Linked DNA regions of Mus musculus: region 1 is linked to region 2. Evidence: chromatin contacts called from public HiChIP or PLAC-seq data. All regions are on one chromosome and are shown on one strand. The core of a region is the stretch at or near the end of the contact, and the rest is flanking DNA. Distances in the headings are between cores, read along the strand shown.

What was found. HiChIP or PLAC-seq counts read pairs in DNA pulled down with a chosen protein or histone mark.
Region 1: a contact with region 2 is called in an H3K4me3 HiChIP or PLAC-seq map of embryonic stem cells, with 7 read pairs. The contact joins the promoter of Tcf7l2 here to the promoter of Mxi1 in region 2. A contact is called at or near these places in 1 of 39 promoter capture datasets (pre-B cells), 1 of 115 datasets of contacts at active chromatin or transcription factors (embryonic stem cells) and 1 of 9 other capture datasets (embryonic stem cells).

Annotation. Positions count from the first base shown.
Region 1 is chr19:55,740,211-55,747,343 of GRCm38.p6, reverse strand. Tcf7l2 (transcription factor 7 like 2, T cell specific, HMG box) reads right to left here and starts at 5,534. Exons shown (of 15, transcript NM_001331146.1): 1 at 4,814-5,534; 2 at 4,502-4,568; 3 at 4,147-4,271. The coding sequence starts at 5,002. Gm31734 (predicted gene, 31734) reads left to right here and starts at 4,141. Exons shown (of 3, transcript NR_168128.1): 1 at 4,141-4,182; 2 at 4,752-5,135; 3 at 6,654-7,133.
Region 2 is chr19:53,307,062-53,313,980 of GRCm38.p6, reverse strand. It overlaps Mxi1 (MAX interactor 1, dimerization protein), which reads right to left and starts at 3,475. Exons shown (of 6, transcript NM_001008542.3): 1 at 3,008-3,475. The coding sequence starts at 3,281. Gm30541 (a long non-coding RNA gene) reads left to right here. Exons shown (of 3, transcript XR_003952895.1): 2 at 1-909; 3 at 6,566-6,919.

The DNA of each region.
Region 1 (7,133 bases), core at 4,285-6,784, 2.4 Mb before region 2:
CACTTTCTATGTGTACCTGAGCACCTTGTGGGACGTGGGAAGGTGCTCAGAGCTTGAAAAGACTTCTACCCTAATGTTGAAAAGCACAGTCGCTGGTGTGAGTATTGAATGTCAGTTCCCTAAGCACTTCCTCTAAAGTACCCCCCACCCCCCTTTTAAATGTCATGTAGAATTGCAGCTCTCCTTTGCCACTAACAGAGAGCAGAATTCTTGGGGTTAGTCCGGGAAACCTTCCTGTCACTTTTCCATAGCTTGCTAAGGAACAGAAAGGTAGCCAACGGCCAGCAGCAATTCCAAAGGCAATCCCTCCCAGAAAAAGGAAAACTGGGGTGGAAAACAAGAACCAACATGGTTGTCCTCAAAACCTTTTAGACATCTAAGGTAGAACACAGCTGTCAAAGCTGGCATCCCCAAAGCAGGAGCTAAGTCCCCCCAAGACCGATTCTCCTAGATGAGTCTTTTAGAATCCCAAATGCTACATTTGTTTCTTAGGGCCTCAGGAAGCCATAACATCCACAAACGGCAAAGCACTAGTATATTAAATTTATAATCATTAAAATATGACTTACTGGCTGAAGGCTGAGCCCAGACATTAAACCCTAACTTATGAAGATTAGCACAGAAGACTTGCTGCAGAGATTAAAATCTAAACATGTCTGCCATAAATATTTCTGAAGGAGAGGAAAACAATTAGCATAAATACTAACGAAGGCTGGGAGCACCTGTTCTTCTTCAAGGCGATAAGCATTTTATTGTTCTCTATTTAAAATGTAATGACCTGTGTAATTACTGTAATATTACATTGTTATAGAGGGGCTTGGAATGTCACACTTTGAAGTGTTGTCAAAACAATCAGGGGTGAAGGTGGGGGGTGGGAAGACAACAGGGAAGGCCCAACATTAACCCTTCACGCACCAGGCTCTCAATCTTTTGTGTCAGGAAGGATTATGTTGTTTGAGTGAGGTGAAAACATCCATTTTTTTTTTTTCTGGGCAAGCCAGAAAAAAGAAGTTGCCGGGCTAAATAAAACCTCCTCGATGAATAGGCTCCCTCTTGGTTTCCTGCTCCATTCCAAGTTCAGAAATGAATTCAAGATGCTGCTCACTTATCTGCTCAACCTAGGTAGCAAGCAGCTCCATCGGAAAGCAAGCAACCATGGGGGTGGATGAAGCTGTAGAGAGCACCCTTAAAAACGAACTCTCTCACACGTATCACATCTATCACATCGCAGTGCCTACCACTGCAGCCCTGTGTCTTCTTGCATGCTGGGGGTTGGGGGGGTGGGAATAAAAGTAAAACTACCCCTTCTGTCAACTTCAGTACTGTTACCGTATTCTCTGGAACACAAACATGAGCAAAGCCCTAATATTGGCACTTCCAACCCTTCCCATCTGCTCAACTAGACTTCTTCTCCTTAATGTATTTTTCTATCTGAATGTATCCTCTTCATAAGCCATTTCTATTAATGTATCAAAGATTATAAATTAATGTTCTGAGGAAATCTATGTCCTTCTAAAGTAAAAATCATTACTATCAAGCTTTTACAACTTCTTCAGCAATTAAAAGATTGTTCTAGAGATGATTCATCAAAAGCCAATTTCATGATAATTCTTAATTCTTTACATTCTTAAGCAGAAAAGCAGATACCAGGATTTCAGAAAGTCTTAGCCGGTCCTGTTCATAAGTAACAGAAAACAGCAAAAAGCACCCCAGCCAGCAGGAACGGAAGAGAACGAATGAGCTTACTCCTAATTTGTCTTTACAACTCACAGTCAAAACCAGACCCTATGAAGCCCTGAGAATTTCAGACCTGGGACCGCTGGTTTGCCTGTAGGTTCCACCCCGGGCTGTAAGGAATCTGGAATTGCAAGCTGGCCCTAGTGTCCAAAGGCGTCTAGAGGGACATACACCCGCCTCTCAGCTCCTTGCCAAGGCTTCCCTCAGCAGCCTAAATAAATAACCTCAATTTCGGAGCACATACTGCTTAACCAGGTAAGGGAAAGAAAAGAGTAAGACGAGGCAGCGTGCACAAATATGTCTGCTGATGTTTGACACGCAAATACTAACATAACAGCCTACTGGGTTTCAGAAATGCATTCTCAGAGTCAATCTGATGTCACAGCACAGGGCCACCCGCTAAGTCCACAATTAAAATAACTAGACGCTGTCTCTTTCTACAAAGCCCACAAAGGGGGGGCCTTAGGTTGGGAACCTTCCTTGTCTCACCGGGAAATCATTTATTTGACTTTAACAATTTCCCTGTTTCCTAATTACAGCACAACATAACTGTGTGAGTTTGGAGTTGTGGTGTGGCAAGATCGCCAGCGGTCACAGACATGCAGTTTGAAAAGGGTCAAGAAAGCCAACAAGCCTGCCATCAAAGCTCAATATTCAGTTGGTCTTTCGGGTGACTAAGTGGATTTTAAAATAAAACGAAGGAGGTCTGCGTTCTAGAAGGAAGGGGCAGAGGGGAAGAGGGAACCCCCAGGATTACTTTGGTATGTTGCTGGGTCCAGTTTGCTAACACGGACCCACCAGCTACCAAGAAAAACACCAGGCGCTGCTTCGGAGGCTGCTAGCAGCCTCCGGAAAGCGCGGGCCCTACTGGAGGAGGTCGGACTGTACCTCTGTCCCGGCTTCCACGGAAGACACGGAAGACACGGGCGCTGGGGAGGGGGTGTGATTGTTTCTTTCCTAGGCATTAAAAAAAAAAAATACCAGTCTAGCGTGCTTTAGCCATTCTACCAGAGCCTGGGGGGCGGGGGGAAACAAGTCAAACCTGATAGTTAATATTTTAATGCTTAAAAACACTTGTAGGTCTGACTGATCCAAGCCCAGCACTGCTCAATAGTGAGCATATTATTTCAGACAGCCACCTTGAATAAGCAAAAAAAGAAAAACAAAACTAGTGTGTGTAAACACGAGGTAGGGACCGCGGCCAGAGGTGCAAAGTGACAACCCCGGGAAGCCGGGTACTAACGCGCCTTGTGTGTCTAGAGCTTCGCAATCCAGGCTTTTTAGAGGGGAAAGGGAGGAGGCAGGGGGACAGTGTGAGGGAAGAGGGCAGAGGCCCCGGGGGAGGGGACGAGCAGGAACGAATGTCTGCAGTGAGTGCCGGAGGTGCGCCGCAGGGAGCGCCCCGGAGAGCCTGGCACCCCCCGCTGCCCTGGACTCCCCAAAGTTGGGTGGCCGATCCCCAGAAAGGGAGGCATCCCCAAACCTCCTACACCTCCTTGAAAGCGCTCACCCTAGCCTCTGTCCCCGCCCCAGGGGCCCACAGTGAGCTGGTCAGGATAAAGAAGGCCTCCGCACCCCATCCGAAAGCACCGAATTTCCCTTGACACAAAAGTCCACTCAAAAGGCCATCCCGACTACACACAAATCCAGAAGCCCGGCCACACAGGCCTCCCCACCACGCACGGCTCGCAGCTAGCAGCGTGGGGCACCCAAGCCCTGCCGGGTCTGCAGAGAAAAAGCACGCCCAGGGCCCCCGGGCCTGCGAAGGGACCAAGCCTGGCAAGTGTGACCTTCCCTTGGAAGAAGGGGCCAAGAGGCCCTTGAGCCTGCGATCGCCACTAGAAAGCTAAAATGACTGGCTGGGGCCAGAGCCGGGCGCTTCCGTAGGGCCGAGACTGCTCGCTCAGCACGGTGGCTCCTGGAGCCAAAGGCACCGGGAACCCGCGCGGCCCAGCCGGGCCTCCCAGCCAGCAGCTAAGGGGTTAACCTGGGGAAAGCCCAAGACGCACAGAAGAGGGAAGGAAGAGAGGGAGAAGAAAGAGCCACACAGTCCTCTTCCCAGGGACAAGAAACAAACACCACCAGCAAGAGGGGGGAGGGGGAAATCAGAGCTCAAAAAAAAAAAAAATGAAAAAAGAAAAGAGAAAGAAAAATTAAAAGTTCAGATTGGCACCCCAACAGAGCCCTGCCTGAGGAAAAAAAAAAAAAGGCTCCCCGAATCGTGAGGCAAGCACAAGAAAAGCCAGAACATGGCGAAGCGCAAACAAACCCAGTCCACAAAAGGCAGAGAAAAAGTTTGGAGAGTTCGGGCCGCGAGGGGGGGAGGGGAGGGGGGAGGGGCGGGGCGGGGGAGGGGCAGGGCATGCGGGGCCGGCAGGCGGGCAGGGCGGGGAGCGCGGTGGCACTTACGGTTCGGGCGGTGGGCGAGAGCGATCCGTTGGGGAGGTAGGGGCTCGTCAGGTCGGGGATCATGATGAAGGGGTAGCCGGGATACGGTGGCCCCTTAAAGAGCCCTCCATCTTGCCTCTTGGCCGCTAACATGGCGGGGCGGCGGAGGGGACGGCGGCGGCCGCGCGGCGCGGGAGAGAGCGGGAGAAACTTTTTAGCAAGTGTCCCCCCGAGGGCCCGCGCGCGTCCCCGGGGCCCGGCCGGCGCGGGAACTCGGGTAGGGTGGGTGGGGAGTGGGGCGAGGGCACCCGCCAGGCCGACCCCGGGGAGGGGGAACGCAACCGCGCGGTTTTGGGGGCGCGCGGGGCGCACTCACCTTCTTCCAAACTTTCCCGGGATTTATCTCGGAAACTTTCGGAGCGAGGCGGAGGCCGTCTTTCCGCCTTCCCGGAGGGGCGAGGTGGGGAGGGCGAGGGGCGATAGCCGCGCCGAGGGGGTGCGGGAAGGGAGGGTCGGCGGAGAAAGGGGTGCAGAAAAACACGGTTACAAGTTTTCGCAGCCAGCAGCCCGGGCCACCGTCCGCGCCGCCCGCAAGCCCGACCCGCCTCGCCTCGCTCGCCTTCCAGCCCCGCTCTCCCGGCCCTGGAACCGGCTGGAGCCACCCGCCAGCCCGAGGGGCTCTTCCTACCTCGGAATCGGAGGAGCTGTTTTGATTCGTCTCTGATTCATTGACCAGCGAGGACTTGACATCGGCTAAATCCCTTTCCGCCGAGGAGTTTTCCGAGTTCTTCTCCTCCTGCTCGCCTTCGTCTTTGAAGGAGATCAGCTCGTCGTTAGCGCCTAGGTCATCTCCTCCACCGCCGTTCAGCTGCGGCATTTTTCACCCACCAGCAGCAGCAATTTTGGAAGAAAAATGAAGGAGGAAAAAAAGCAAAAAAAAAAAAAAAAAAAAAAAAAAAGTTTTGCGAGTCCCCCCCAAAAAAATACTGCAAGAAAAAGACGAGTCCAAGGTTAACTTTTTTTTTTCCTGCTTTGGGGTCTTTCTCTCCTGGGGAGGGGAAAAGAGGGAGGAGGGGAGGGGAAGGGGGGAGATCTTCTGCACGCGTGAGTTTGGGTTTCTTTTTTTCTCTCGTTCCCAAGGATCCGATCAATGTGCAAAAAAAAAAAATAATAATAAATAAAAAAGGGGGTAAAAAAAACAACAACAACAACAAGAAGAAGTCAGATATAAGAGCAAAGGGGGGGGAAGCCGAAGACACCGAAGGATCTCGTGCCGCTCGGATTTGAGTGAGTTGAAGTTAGACTGAGCTTTTCAGTTCAAAGGCGGCGCTGATTGACAGATAGAAAAAGGGGGATCGAAATCCGGAGGAACGGAGTAGTCTGGGAGCGGAGATTATTGACAGGGCGAGAGGAACACACTCGCCTTAATGAGATGCCAGGGGGCGGGGCCTCCCCGGTGACGTGTGCATAAATAAACAGCCGGGGTGGGCGGGGCGGGGGCGGCCAACAATGATCCTTTGGGCGCCGGGAGAGGGAGCGGGGCGGGCCGGGGCCGCGGGAGGCGCGCGGGGTGCGGCCTGTGCTCAGCGTGCGAGCCGGGCGCCCGGACGGTGCGGGCCTCGCTCCTGGAGGGGGCGGGTTCCGAAAGACAATGCGGACCGGGAGAGGAGGGGAAGGGGGTGGCAACCCAGTCCGGAATCTGAGCCGGGGAAGGCGGAAGGAAAGCCCACTTGGGGGGCGGGGATGGGGAGAGGCCCAGAAAAAGTGTTAGCCAAGAAGTCCTGAAGATGGGGTCCAGGAGGGGAGGACTATGGGACACAAGGACGGGGTGCTCAGTGGTTAAGTCCCCGATGAAGTCGGCCGCACTGGGGCGGGAAAAGACACGACTGGTCCAAAAGAAGGCTTACCTCTCTTGCTCTGAGAGAACCAGGGGAAGCAGAGAGGCTGGGCCATCTACAGGGAGGGTAAGGCTCCCCTCCCTTGGCTTGTTTAATGACAGTGAATCATGTCATTCAATGTAAAGTCCCACTAGGTTAAATATGCCAAGAAGGCGTTTTATCCAAGAAAACAAATTGTCTGGGGTATTAAAAATATCCTTAAGGAAAATGTAAAGGTTTTTTTTTTATTTTTTTAACTGACGTTGGAAGTAGGAAGTGATGTAGGATCCAAGTCCTTTGGAGGTGAAATGTTTGGGCGTTAACAGCTGCAGGGAAAAATAAAAGTGAAAGTTCACCAAGCCCTGGGGATGAGTAGAGCTGGAGTTTTTCTCCAAAGGGGACTGAGATGAAATGCCCTAAGGCTCTAGATGCTGAGGGCCCTGACAGGAGAAAGTCACCAAAGCTGGCCCAGAAGCCCTTGGGAAGAGGTGGGCAGCCTGGGAGTTGAGATGGGTGTTTGTTGGTTATTAGGCTCCAGTGAGGGCAAACCGATTTGCTATGAGGTGGTGGAGAAAATTATGTTAAAGGAGAAAGGTGGATCCCCAAACCGTGTTTCTGTCTGGTAGACTCAGAAGAGCCTTTCCCTTGCAGATAACCAATGAGAAGTGGACTGGGACGTCCAACGGGCAAGAGGAAGCAAAGAAAAAAGAAATCAGAAAGAATGAGTCAGTGGGGACTGGCAACTGCCATTAGGTGTGATGTTATCCTGAGGTCCACCACGTATTAAATTAACCCACCCTCCCCTTTAATAAGCTCATCTGTTGTAGATTTCCAAAAGTAACCAATTTACTGTGTAATATTTAGAGAATTTGGGGTTTCAACAAAACTGTTCTACAGGCTAAGGCCTCAGAAAGAAGACAACGGAAAACAACGATCCTGAGATTCACAAGGCTAACGAATTCCCCTGCACTGGGAAAAAAAAAAATCCCAAGCACATTTGCACACTAAAGGGAAAGATGCAGACAAAATAAGGATGGGGTGGGCGAGGCGGGTGAGAATCACAGTCCCACCTCCCAACTTTCATATTCATCAGAAAACCAGAAGTGGAGGGAGAGAGAAAGAGCCTGGAAA
Region 2 (6,919 bases), core at 2,226-4,725:
CCTGGGGCAGGGAAATGCTGGAATCCTATCGGAACGCCCAGATCTAACCACCCCCCAACAACTGAATGATGTAAGCGTTTCGGAAAGCAGAGCTCTGGAGCAAAACAAGCCCCGCGCGCGCGGAGCGACCCGCAGTGCCCGAGCCCGGCGCACGCACGACCCGCCCCCCGACTCGCGTTATTGCTGTGCACACGCGGACCGCCGTGACGCGCGGGCATTGTGTGCAGCGAGCAGAAAACAACGGCGAGCGCCCGCTGCGCGGAGAAGCGCCCCCAATAAAGCAAGACAGATGTAGGGCCCGGCGTTTGCCGTACTGGGGGGACCCAGTCCGCTCGAGGGAGGAAGAGCGTGGGGGGCGAATAAAGTGGCCAGAGTGAGCCGCTTCTGTTAGCAAGGGTGGACAATCTGGGGGTCCGACGAGTGGTCTCCTGGAGTTTGCGGGAGGGTCACCCTCGCCTGCGTGAGCTGTCGCGGAGGGAGCGAGGGCCTGCAGCCGAATCGCTGCAGCCGAGCCAGGCACGGCGCAGCGCCCCACGCTCTCGGGGAAATCTGGGGGCTGTTGGCATCACGTCATTTCGAGCCAAACAGCAGCGGCGAAAAGACGCGAGAGTGCTAAAAATACTCCCGCGGGGAGCCGGTCGGAGGAGGGGGGCTGCGGGCCGAGGGGCTGATTACGCACATGAAGTTGACTTTGACTGGGGTGCAGAGGCTCTCGAGCCCCTCTCCATGGCCGGCCGTCTTGCAGAGAGGACACCCAGGGAGAGGGTCCGAGAGGAAGCCCCTTAACTGCACCGGCCTCTGGAACCTTGGCTCGGCCACCACGGGCCCGCCCCGCGCGGGGCAGCCCAGCCGGGCGCGCCCGGCTCTCTGCTTACGTGACTAGTGGCCACGCCGGAGCCCCGACACGGGGTAAACAAGGAGGTGGAGGCGGCCAGGGCGCGGGGGGGGGGGTATGTGGGGGGTAGGTCTCCGATTGTCTGCGGGTATGAAGTGTGTGTGTGTGGGGGGGGAAACACGAGAGGCTAGGGAATCTCTGGCTACCTCCTTAATATTCCTCGTTGCGGGGGTGGGGGTGGGGGATGAGGTTCGCTGAATATTGCCAAGGTGCCCTCTTTGGGTGCACCCCCCCCCCCGGGTCGGAGTCGGCGCCACGGGACAGACTCCAGCGACAGAGGGGATCCGGGAGGGGGACGACTACAGAAATCGCGCCCCTCCCCCTGCAACAAAAGCAAACACACCAAACAAAACCACCTCTTCACCCAGCTCCCTACTAGCTGGGCTTTTCAGAAACTATTCTCCAGACGAGTGCACCCCCTCCACACACACACACACACACACACCCGGGTGAATAATCGCTCAGCGACTCGGCTACACAGCCTGACGGCGATGTGCCTCTGGCAAGCCAGGCAGGCACTCGGAGCAAAGAGGCGACAGAGAAAGAAAAGATCGCACCACAGACCTCCCAACAGAAATCCTTGTTTTGGTCCTACCCCGTCCCCACAAATTGCGCTGGCGATACTCGGTTACTTTAACCCTAAAGGCCCGGGTGTATTTGGGGAAGGTGTTTTTGTGTTTTGAGGGCTGGCGTGTGTGTGTGTGTGTGTGTGTGTGTGTGTGTGTGTGTGTGTGTGTGTTGGGGGGGGGGGTCTTGCAAGACCTGACACGTTGCAATCGGGTCTCTCTCCCATTGATCTCCTACTTGTTCTGACAGATTACACATCTCGTTTTTCTCTTCTCCGTGAGTCTTTCTCTCCCTTGGCCCGATCTTCCTTCTCACAGCTATTATTCTGATGGTGCTGGAGACGCAGCACACGCTTGCCCCCGTTAGGGTGCTGCTGAGTCGAATGCCTGGCGAGAGCTGGGGGTTCCAATGGGCAGGGACAAAAATGAAACAAATACAGAGAGGAAGCCCAGGCCCGGGTGGGGTTCCTAGCATCGGTCTCCACCTGGGGGGGAGTGCGGGGGGGGTGGGGGTGGACGGAACCCTGTAAGGCGTTTGCCTTGCTCGTCCTGTGCGTCTCTGAAAATAAAGAAAATGGACACAACCGCCCACACCTTTTCCCCCAACTATTGTTTCTGCGGAATCCTAAAGTTTGCTTTTAGCCACGTCCCCCTCGCCAAGTCCCCCCCTCCCTACCCCAGCGCGCGCAGGACCGCAGGTCCAGGGAGGGCTGCCGGCGCTGCCTGGTTCCTCTGGCCTGTTTCTTTGAGGGGACCAGAGGCCGTGGCATCCCAGAGGCAAGGAGGCACAGGGGAACTGTGTCTGTGGACACGATGGCCTGAGCCTAGTCCTGCTGTGGAAGGAAGGAGAAACGAAGTAGGCAGGAAGAAGAGCCGGAGTCCACGGCGCGGAGAGCTGTTCGGTGGTGGCGGTTGTTATTGTTGTAATGTGTGTCTGTGTTTTCTTTCTGGAAGCCCTGAGCTCTGCAAACGGTTTCCAACTTTCAGCTTCTCATCCCCACCCAACCCTGGAACGAGCGACAAAAACAGAAACAAAACAAAACAAAAAAATAAAAACAAAACAAAACAAAAAAAAAAAAACCAAAACCATAAGCCAAACCAAAACACTTGTCTGCCGGAGTAGGCTCCGGAAAGAAAAAGGAGGAAAAAAAAAAAAAAAAGGGAAGAAAGGCGACCTCGGAGAGACGAGCTCGCAGCCTCTCAGCCCAGTTGTCAGCAAACAACAACACTCCCCCACTCCTCGGCCAGGCCGTCCTCCGGGCCTGCTGGAGACCGACAGACCAAGGCACCGACAGGCTCCCTCTCCCCTTCGCTGTCTTTGTTACATCTTTAGCAGCTTTGTGCGTGCGTGCGTGTCCTTTCTCCGGTGTCATCGGCTTTACTGCCGAGGGTACGTGTGTGTGTGTGTGTGTGTGTGTGTGTGTGTGTGTGTGTGTGTGTTTGTTGCGGGGGGGCGGCGGCGAACCGAGTAAGCGACAGGGGTCGCACAAGGGGGTGAGAAAGAAAGAGCTGGACGCAGGCGAGCAGTCGGGGCCCCCAAACTTACTTTTGTTTTCTTTCTCGATCTGCTCCAGGTAGCTGGCTGCCTCGAGCAGAATCTGCACGTTCTGCAGAAAAGTGTTGATGTGCTTCTCCATCGAGTTCTCGCTGGTGTTGAAAATGTCCGAGAAGGGGCACCGGGGCTTGGCCCCCGCCGGCTCCTCCGGCTGCGCCGGGGGCTGGGGCGCGGCCGCGGCCGGGGGCATGGCCGGGGGCGCGACGGGGACCAGCCCCGCGCCCTCGCAGCGCGCCTCCTTGCGCGGCCGCCCGCGTTTGCCCATGGAGGCACGGGGGTCCGCGGAGCTGCTCCTTGTCCGGGGCTGCGCGGCCGGCCGAGCTGCAGGGCCTCTGGGAGACCCGGCCTGCTGGAGTCACCGAGGCACCGGGGCAAGGAGCCGGCCTGACTGACTTCCCGAGCCTCGCTGCGTGCGGTTGTGAGTGTGAGTGTGTGTCGCTCTCGCTGTGTGGGTCTGTGTGTATGGGAGATTGAATGAACCTACAGGACGGACGGAGGCGCTGTGGCGCCTGGGTCCTAGTGCGAGCCCGATGCCATCTGACCGGTCAAAATAAATGGTGGCGGCTAGGGAGGCAGGGCCCGCCCCCTGCCTATCCAGCACCCTTCCCCGCCTCTCCGCAAATCCTAGCTGCGTAGACAGCACTGTGCTTTAATAAGAATGGGAAAAAAAAAAAAAAAAACCCTCGGATGTCTCTAGGTGGACCTGGATAAAAACAATTTTTCTTTACAGAAAAATAAATTCAGCACAATGCCTGGCACATAGGAGGTCCCCAATAAATGATAGCTGCTAGGCATTTTTTAAAAAAATAAAAAAGACCTTATTTCAAAATCAAACAATAAAAGCCCAATTCTGACGGGAAGAATAGAAACATCACATGTAACTAGAAACTCCTCCCAACACAAACATTTTACACATGACCCCTCACACGCTCGAACACACACACACACACACACACACACACACCTGTGTGTACCTTCACACAAGCAGAGGAAGTCTCCAGGCTACCCTGTCCGGGTTCAGATTTACCGACTCCTTTGCAACCCTTCAAATGCAAAGTTATTTTCCAGGAAGCGGGAGGAGATGTGAGCATCTCTCCACACTCACTCAGTCCAGCTGTGCAAAGCTCACAGCAGGGCGTCACTACAACTGCCTGCCCTTTCACTTGACAGAGTGCCCCCTAGATAGAAGTGGCAACCTAGGAACCTCTTCTTCCCTCCTTCCCTCACTCCCCACTCCCACACCTGGAGTCTTTATCCCCTACTCCCTCCAACAGTTTCACTGCTGCCACTGGGAGCCACCAGGCCTGCCTGACCAGAGTGTGGGAGACACCTGGATAGCCTGGTAAAGAAGGCTTGGAGTTCTCGGCCTACTCAAGCAGACTGAACAAATCAAATCCTCTAACCCTTCCTGGTCAAAATTTGCACATCCCTGAAACCTCTGAGAAGATGCTTTCGTGAACTAAGTCAAAACTACACCTAGAACATCTTGGGCACATACTAAGAATTTTTGTTTTGTTTTGTTCCTGAAGATCAAAGCTTTGTGCCTGCTGGGCAAGTGTTCTCACACTGGGCTACAATGGCAGCCCCTCTGTGAGAACTTTCTCAGTTGGAACCTAGGTCCCCTTTGCTGCTGTAACTTGAATCTAAGTCAGAATGAATGAGGTAAACAAGACTTTTCTGCACTTCACTGGAAAACAGTTCTAAAAGGAATCTACCCAGACTGACCTCGTAAGGGGACCTGGACTTGTGCTGCCCCCTGTCCTCACCAGCCCAGAGACACTTCCCTATACTTTTGTCACAAAGACTGAAAATGGAAACTTTGTTAACAAAGAATATTTTCTTTGCAAAATGCTCTTTAACATTTACAGCTCATGTGTATACCCCCCACTCCCCCCCCCACACACACATAGACCTGCAAGAAGGCCTTTGTGTGCTTTCAAAAATATTATAAAACTAGGCTGTGAATATAACAGAGTGGTAGGGCAGCTTACCTGCCCAGCGTGCACAAAGCCCTGAGTTCATCCCAGGAACACATGCACACGTTTAAACATAAATAGGGGAAGAGGTAGCTCAGAGGCTAAGGGCACTGGTTGTTCTTCCAGAGGACCCAGCTTCAATTCCCAGCTCACAACCGTCTGTAACTGAAGTTCCAGGGGACCAGACACCCCTTTCTAACCTCTGCAGACACTAGGCACATGTGGTGTAAAGACAGACATGCATGCAGGCAAAACACCCAAATAGATTTTTAAAAGTTCATAAATAAATTAAAAATATAGGCCATGGGCTAGAGAGATAGCCCAGCAGCTCAGAGCACTTGCTGTTCTTGCAAAAGGCCCACGTTCAGCTTAGCATCCTCATCAGACAACTCATGTAACTTCAGTTTCAAGGGATCCAACACTGCCTCCATAGGCACTGGCACACATATGGTGGACACATATACATTCAACTACACATTCAACATATACATAAAATGAAATAAATCTTTTAAAAAGATATATGCTCAGGTGACATGGTTCAGCAGGTAGAGTCACTTGCAGCCAAGCCTGATGACCTAACTTCCGCCCTTGGAGTCCACACAATGGAAGGGGAGAGATTTCTCACACAAGTGTGCCATAGCACAAGTAATGCATATGTTGCCAGGTGGTGGTGGCACACAACTTTAGTCCCAGCACTTGGTAGGCAAAGGCAACAGATCTCTGAGTTTAAGGCCAGCCTGGTCTACAGAGCGAATTCCAGGACAATTAGGGCTACACAAGAGAAACCCTGTCTTTAAACGCTCAAAACAAACAAACCAACAACAAACACACACACACACACATACACACACACATACACACAAAACAAGCATGGCGTGTGTCTATATCACAAATGCATGTGTACTGCACATACACACACTTGGGGGAGGGGAGGGGGAAGACTTAAATATGTACTAACCGGCTTCTATGACAGGAACAAGCAATATCTGGCATTTTGAAATAAATGCATTCACATTTCGGATCAGAATATAGCCATTGTCCACATATTCTTTGGTTGCTTTTTTCATCTTATAACAGATTTTGCGTGGTTGAACGCTGCACCCTTTGGCCAGAGAAAAGCCAGGACCTTCTGAAGACCTGTGAGCTCAATGCTCATATTCCATTGCCAGCATGATTACTGACTTTTCTCCTTATTTCTCTAAGAACCCTCAGACTCTGAACGGTTCATGTGTAAATATCCACAAACATCTGGGGACTAAGCCTCCTGAAGGCACAATGACCAACAAGCTTTTTTTTTTCAATGCTATTTTGCAAAAACTGATACTTTTTGAAACAGCTCTGGTCTCCTGTGCCCCAAATGGAAGGTAATTGAGAGACAATGAGCCAGCTAGCAGCTAACCCAGAGTTTCTCTTTAATTCTTTAATGATGGAATGGGTCGAATATATACAGTACTGCAAACCACATGTATGCGTGGACACACCCACTGAGACAAACACACTCCACCCATGAGTGTTGGGGGTAGGGAAAGGGTGTTTTGTAATTATTTATTTGTCCCCGTTCCATCTCTCATAGGTCTGTGAGCTTTCGAAAACCCACTGGGAGTCTTCAAGCTGGGCCATGGAGCTGACCAAAGCCAAAATAAACAATGGCTTGAAGAAAATCTACCATAAAGTGCTGATTTGCACGATTCCCACAGCAAGCCGTGGCCCCCACCATCACTCCCATGGAAAACACCACTGCTGGGGCCAAATCAAGTTTCCCCCCATGGACGGGGCATTGTTTTTTGTTATTATGTGAGTTCTCAGCGTCAGACAATGGCACCACAAGAGACACAGTGGAGGCAGGAGAAGTGCTTTTTTGTTTCACGGAATCTTTTTGCAGTTGTGCCCCCAGCGTCTTGCGTGAAGTTTTAGTTGCATATATTCA